Linked DNA regions of Arabidopsis thaliana: region 2 is linked to region 1. The links are chromatin contacts, called in public capture Hi-C maps. All regions are on one chromosome and are shown on one strand. The core of a region is the stretch at or near the end of the contact, and the rest is flanking DNA. Distances in the headings are between cores, read along the strand shown.

Evidence for each region. Capture Hi-C pulls out chosen DNA fragments and counts their contacts.
Region 2: a contact with region 1 is called in a capture Hi-C map of seedling, with 5 times the contacts expected there. A contact is called at or near these places in 2 of 3 other capture datasets (root and seedling).

Annotation. Positions count from the first base shown.
Region 1 is chr4:4,070,394-4,073,829 of TAIR10.1, reverse strand. It overlaps AT4G06744 (Leucine-rich repeat (LRR) family protein), which reads left to right and starts at 1,360. Exons shown (of 1, transcript NM_179008.2): 1 at 1,360-3,281. The coding sequence starts at 1,746. The coding sequence ends at 2,960. It overlaps RAP2.9, which reads left to right. Exons shown (of 1, transcript NM_179009.2): 1 at 1-113.
Region 2 is chr4:4,796,252-4,799,472 of TAIR10.1, reverse strand. It overlaps AT4G07950 (DNA-directed RNA polymerase, subunit M, archaeal), which reads right to left and starts at 1,632. Exons shown (of 3, transcript NM_116865.3): 1 at 1,322-1,632; 2 at 368-586; 3 at 1-87. The coding sequence starts at 563. AT4G05275 (a long non-coding RNA gene) reads left to right here and starts at 2,469. Exons shown (of 1, transcript NR_141857.1): 1 at 2,469-2,709.

The DNA of each region.
Region 1 (3,436 bases), core at 111-2,610:
TGTTAGAATAGGGAGAAGTGAAACCATTGTCTTCGTTTCATGACCGTAAAGTCTTGTCTTCTAATGGAACAGCAAAGGCAGCTCCACATATTGATTGGGGTTTTATCCATGAGATACCAAATTGGATTTGCATGGGCCCATAGCTGGTGGCCTAAACGGGCATGTGATGTAAATTTAATTATGTGATCCGTTTATCGAAAACTTTTGTGAAATAAACGATTCAAAAAGGTTCAATCCCTTTAGCCTTTAGGCCTATTCTGGGCTTAGCTTGTTTAATTATTAAAAGAAAAATGTTTGTTGGCAAAGTTAATTTAGATGCTCTCCGAGGCACTTAAAATTCCTTTCTTGGCAAAGTTTAATCTCCCAACAATTAACTTCTTGTCGGTTCGATCAGGTGGGAAAAAAGCCAAAAACCGAAAACCGAACCATATAGAAACGAAATAAATAGTTTGGTTTGGTTATAGTTTTATATAAAAATCCATTTATAATTTTATTAAGATTTCGATTTAGGTTTGGTTTGGTTAAAAAAACGTAAAACCGAATGTTTTTTTTTGCTTTTTTGTTTATTAAAATTAATTTCACCAGGCTTAGTATTATTGTCCTTTTAGTAATTTTAGAAAATAACAAATAATTATATAAGAAAAAAATCCATTACATTTTACTTATTGGTTGATATAGTATTTTTATTTTAAGTTTATTTTTATTTATGCATCATCAAATTTATTTATCCTTGGTAAAAATATGAAATTATCAAAAGAAAAGCGGGCCTAAACTGGAACCAAACCGAACGAAGATACACATTGTTTACATATGGTTTCAATATTTATGAAACCGTAAAACCGTAAAAACCAAATCGTAACCAAACCGAATTACATACGGTTTTTACATTGTTATAGTTTTGGTAAAACTGTAAAATCGTAAAAAAAAAAAGAACCGAAATCAAACCGAAAAACTGTACGCCCACCCCAAGGTTACATAGATCATCGCAATTTGCAAACCCAAAATTTCTGTTTGAACCAAAAGATCATAGTACGATATATAAAACAAATGAATTTTAAAATACATAATACAGTTTGATCTCTAGTGTTTATCACTTGTTTATGTGAAAGAAAATGATTAACCTTAAAAAAGATCAAATAGAAAAAATAATTGGCAAAAAATTTAAAGACTATATATATATTTTTTAAATATGCTATTCTTATTCATATATATATATATATATATATATATATATATATATATATATTTTAACATATTATGATTCTTTTTTAAGAAGTGAAATATTAAAGTTAATTTAAAATTATAAAAGCAAAACAGAATGAAACTTAAGATGGAGAGTAAATGAAAAAATTGTAATAGGTTTTATTCATAATATGAACATAACTAGATGATTATCAATTAAGTACACTATAAGGGATATGTCAAAATTCCGTTGCATAATATTTATTCGTTGATGTTATAAAAATTAGATGTGTTTGATACTTTGTTTTGAGAAAGTGACATGTAAAATCTTGGGCAGGTTTTGATATAAAGTGGGAGTTATCATTTTGTATTTTACTTCCCAATGATTTCTCAATTTTTATAACGTTTTGAATTTCATAAACCTAGTGGCTAGTGATATGATACTCTCAAGAAACCTACCCACCTAAAAAGAGAGAAAAACAAAACAAAAGAATAGTAAGGCACTAAACACTAAAACTACCACTTCTCTTGTATCGCCGACAAAGCTTTGTTCAGTGGCAAAGATGATGAATCATTTGCTTTTGGCTCTTTTCCTTGTTGGAACCATCGCCTTACCAGATAGAGGAACTCAACAATTGACCAACGATGGCCTCACCGGCGCGAGGCGAGAGATACTCTCTTTCTTAGACCAAAGACTTGCAGTGGTGTACCCAGTGATCCAGAGATTCAAGTCACTCATCACTCTCGACCCTTATAACGTGACCAAGACATGGATTGGTTCAGACATCTGCAGTTATAGAGGCTTCCACTGTGACAATCCTCCTCACAACAAAACCGCAGTTACTGTTGCTTCCATCGATTTCAATGGCTTTCAGCTCTCTGCTCCATCCATCGAAGGATTTATCGATCAATTCGCTGACCTAGCTCTGTTTCATGTTAACTCAAACAATTTTGGAGGTACGGTGCCTTCCAAGATAGTCAACCTCCGGTATCTCTATGAACTCGACATCAGCAACAATAGATTCACCGGTCAGTTTCCGACAGCTGTTGTTGGAATGTCCGGTTTGACGTTTATTGACATCCGGTTCAACTCTTTCTCTGGTTCAATCCCACCACAAATCCTCGGTCAGAACCTCGAAGTTCTCTTCATCAATGACAACGGCTTCACTGCGAGCCTCCCGGAGATACCTGGTGATGGTACAACACACATTCTCTTCTTGACTTTAGCAAACAACAAGTTCAACGGTCCTCTCCCAAGAAGCATCTTAAGATCAATGTCAACTTTAACCGAAGTACTCTTCCTCAATAACGATTTTACGGGTTGTATCCCTCACGAGATCGGGTTCCTCACCGGAGCATCAGTGATCGATATCGGTGGAAACAAGCTCACGGGTCCTTTGCCGCTTTCCCTAATGTGTTTAGAGAAAGTAGAGCAGCTCAACTTTGCTGGGAATCTATTGTTTGGTGCCGTCCCGGAGGCAGTATGCATGCTGCTCCGGGACAATCTTGTCAACTTGTCGTTGTCGGATAACTATTTCACGCACGTAGGGCCTTGGTGTAGGGGTTTACTTGAAAAAGGTGTTCTTGACGTTGGTAACAATTGCATTCCTTTCTTCCCAGGACAAAGATCGATGCAAGAATGTGCGGAGTTCTTTGTAAAACCTAAGAAGTACTACTGTCCTCACATGTGGTTCCATAGTTTTTTCTCTTGTAGATATTCTCACATATCTTCTTCCTCTTCTAGTGCTTTCATGCCCATGGTGGCTCCCTCTCCTTAATGTTCATCATCATAAACGTGTTTGATCACTTTTATTGTAAGGAAAAATAATCGGATTATGTTTCGACCAAGAAAATTATGCTAACGGAAGGGCCATAATGGTGATTGTGTTGCAAAATACATGTATAAGGAGTATAAAGTTTTTTTTGTTTTGGTAGCTAGTATTGTTTACATGTCCATTAATGAGTAAACTAATACCATCTTGAGTCATGTCCTATACATTCATGACATACTCATGACTCATGATGAAAAGATAAGGTCAATGTTATAAGTATAAAAGCAATGTCACTAGGGATACGTCTCTAATGTAACACACGTTTCTATCATGATCTTAGGATCACTACAAGCTTCTTCAAATCTTTCCTATGATTTCATTTGTTGAATGTGAAATAATTGTGAAACTTTCAACAAAGGGATACAAACAAACATAATTAGTTTTATAAGAAACAGTGTAAAATCTTAATGATGATTTGTTAT
Region 2 (3,221 bases), core at 383-2,882, 730 kb before region 1:
TATAAAATCTTGATTCTGGCTCATCTGCTGAACGAATCTGCATTGATTTGAAGTACGCCTTGTCGTGGCCACACCTTGGACATGGAGCTGTTAAAACAAAACAATCCCAACATGAGAAAGTCATTGAACAAAAAGTCTACTCTACTCTTTCCCCAAGTGTTTTTGCACTTGCATACCATGAATGATGTAATACCACTTTAGCATTATTGTTTTTGCCCTTTCCATAACATGAGTAATTATGTAACTGATTTCCACCAATCAACTTTAAAGTATTTACGAATTTAGTCGACCAATCAACAGAGCATGGACTAACTAACTAATCACAGTTCTAAATTTAGAATAAGAGAAGACCAGAGACTGAAAATACCTTCTGTTTCAGCAGCTGTGGGTATATCATCTTTAGTAACAACAGGTTCTATAGATTTCTTAACCAGAAGTTGCTTCTTCTTTATCTCAACCCGTCTTTCGATATTGGCAACGTATGGACATGTGGAACAGAAGAATCTCGAACTCCCACCTCCCTCGTAGCGCAACAGATTCCCACATGTGGGACAAAACTCCATCTTCCACCTCACCGATCAATTCGCTGCAAAATCATCCCCCACAAAAATCAATTCATAAAACTATGATATAGACAGATATATAGAGACAGAGAGAGGGAAGGGCTGTTTTTAATACATTGTTCTACTGTGTTCGTGTAACAACCAGTTTTTACTTTAATAGCAAGGCAGGTCATGAAGTAACTTATAATTCAAGTAATCCATTCTTAACCGGAAATAACCAATACTTTTCCATAAATTCAACTTTACATTCATTAGACTTTGGTTTAATAATGAAACCAACTCCAAAATCTAGCAATTTAATAATACCACAATTCAATCCACTGACTTAATAATTCGATCCACTAATCCAATCTATACTCACGAGTGACGACCACATTCTAAACCAACAATTCAATTTTTATTGCCAAGATTGACCACATTTTCAATAGAATATACATATTTAATCAAGTGTGGTGAAATCAACAAACCCAATAGCGAAGCTATTGTTCATACATAAACACAAGCACGAAAGAGAGTTTCTGTAACAACGTTTTGACTTTTGACAAATTTGCATACAGAGTCAACAAAAAGTCGAGATCTTTGTGTAACCAAAAGCATAAGAACCAATCAGAACAGTTAACAATAAAAATGATTAAGCCAGAAAACCTAGAACACAAATTCGTGAAACCCTAAATCTCAGAACAAAATAAAGATCGAATTCGCAAGATTGAACAGATCGACATCATATGAGATCGAAATGATTAAAAAATCGAGCTTACCAGGCGATGCGGGTGGTGTTGGTTACGGAGATTGCGGACGAGACGGCCTAAAGTGGCGGTCTCAGCGGCGGCGATAGATGGAACCTTTGACGGCGATAGATGTAACCTTTGACGGCGAGAGATTGATGTTTGTTTATATATTAAGGCCCATTTGTTTAATTCTCTGGGCATTTAGGCCTCTTTTTATGCTTCTTCTTCTTTTCTTGAGTGTCTTAGGGGTTGATTGGAACAAAAATTAAAAGCCAAAAATTTACTAATCCCACTTTAAGGACTTTATTTAATTTAAAAGCTTTTAAAGTCTATGATTCATAGGCAAACCGACATTTTTGAAGTATCCAAGGAATCTGAGGTAACTGGTTTATTTTATTCTTTTTTTTTTTTCACATAAAAGTTTTTTTTATTAAAAGCATAACATCTTACAATACTTCAAGTACAAAGAGACAAACGCTCAAACCGGTTATTCAAACCCGGTATCAGAGACGGCAAAAAGAAGCCCATTACAAACATAAGCCCAACAATTCATGAAACCACTGGTTGAAGGAAGAGTCGATCATGTCCAGCACAGATACACGTGTCACGAAAGGAGACAATGATGATAACACGTGAGACGTCGGAGTTTTAGGTCATCGTCGGTCAGCCGACATAGTTTGCAACCGAAAGGAATTCTTAGTCACCGGAAAAAGTCGTAACGAGCATCAATACATCAAGGCTCAACAATATCCGATGAACATCACCACCAAATTCAGAGAATCCCAAACAAACTTCGCCGTTAGATCTGCAAAATTGAAATCTTCCATGGATAAACGCAGTTCATGAATTCCGGGATCATCGACTTAAAAGATAAGCTGACAAGGCTTCCATTATTAAACCTAAAAAACAGGAAAGATAAAACGATTCACATGCTTTGGTAAGAAGAAATTAGCCTCAATTACGTTAAAATCAATCCAACGACAACTCCAATCCGCAACTTCAAATCCGATTTTTAAAATTGAGAAAATTAGCTTGAAAATCGAATTAAGCTCTTTAAACAAAGAAGGATCAGAGAATTATGCAGTCAAATCAAAGGATTAAAACGCAAACTAAATCCAAACAAACTAAAGCAAAATGAATCGAGAGAAAACGAAAATAAAAACAAAACCCCAAAGCCAGCCAACCGTCGCTTAAGAAGCCGACGGATGCCAGAAGCAAGCTGACAAACGCTGTGAAAAGCATTGACGGACGGCGGATCGGACATCTCTGCTAACAAAGCCAGATGATGCCGTGAAAGAAGCTGACCAACTACTGCATGAGAAGCCGGTGGATGTCAGACTCAAAGCCAGCGTTAAGAAACTGGACGACGTTAATGGATTTTGTGGAACATCAAAAGAAACTTGGATGTGGCTCTCTCTCTAAAAGATATTAGAGAGATAAGAGAGAGAACTCTCTCACACTCCCGGATGATGGAAAATAAATTAACTGCTTTATTTTATTCAATTCAGGTTCAGTTTTTTAAAGTCACAATGTGAGACTTTTTGGGCTATAAAACAAATAATAAAATAAAATCTGTTTTTCTTTTTTTTTTCTTTTCGTTTTCTCCATGACAAATGAAAAACAATTTCTCTATCAATAAGTAATTTAACTCAAAAATATTTTGATTAATTAATAATCATCTTTCTATTTTCACTTTTTAGAGATCCAGTTTTCATTATTTTTTTGCATCAATTGCATCACAGTGATAGTTCATTGATCCAAAACACCTAATCAGATCTTTATATGGATTAAATATATTTTTTATTTACTGAGATTTGAGTATATTTATCTATTTATTTTATTTTGTATTTTTCTAAAACTTATAATAAATTAATTTTGTTAGTATATTATCACAAAACTCATTTTCAAATAATTCACAATTCTAAATATA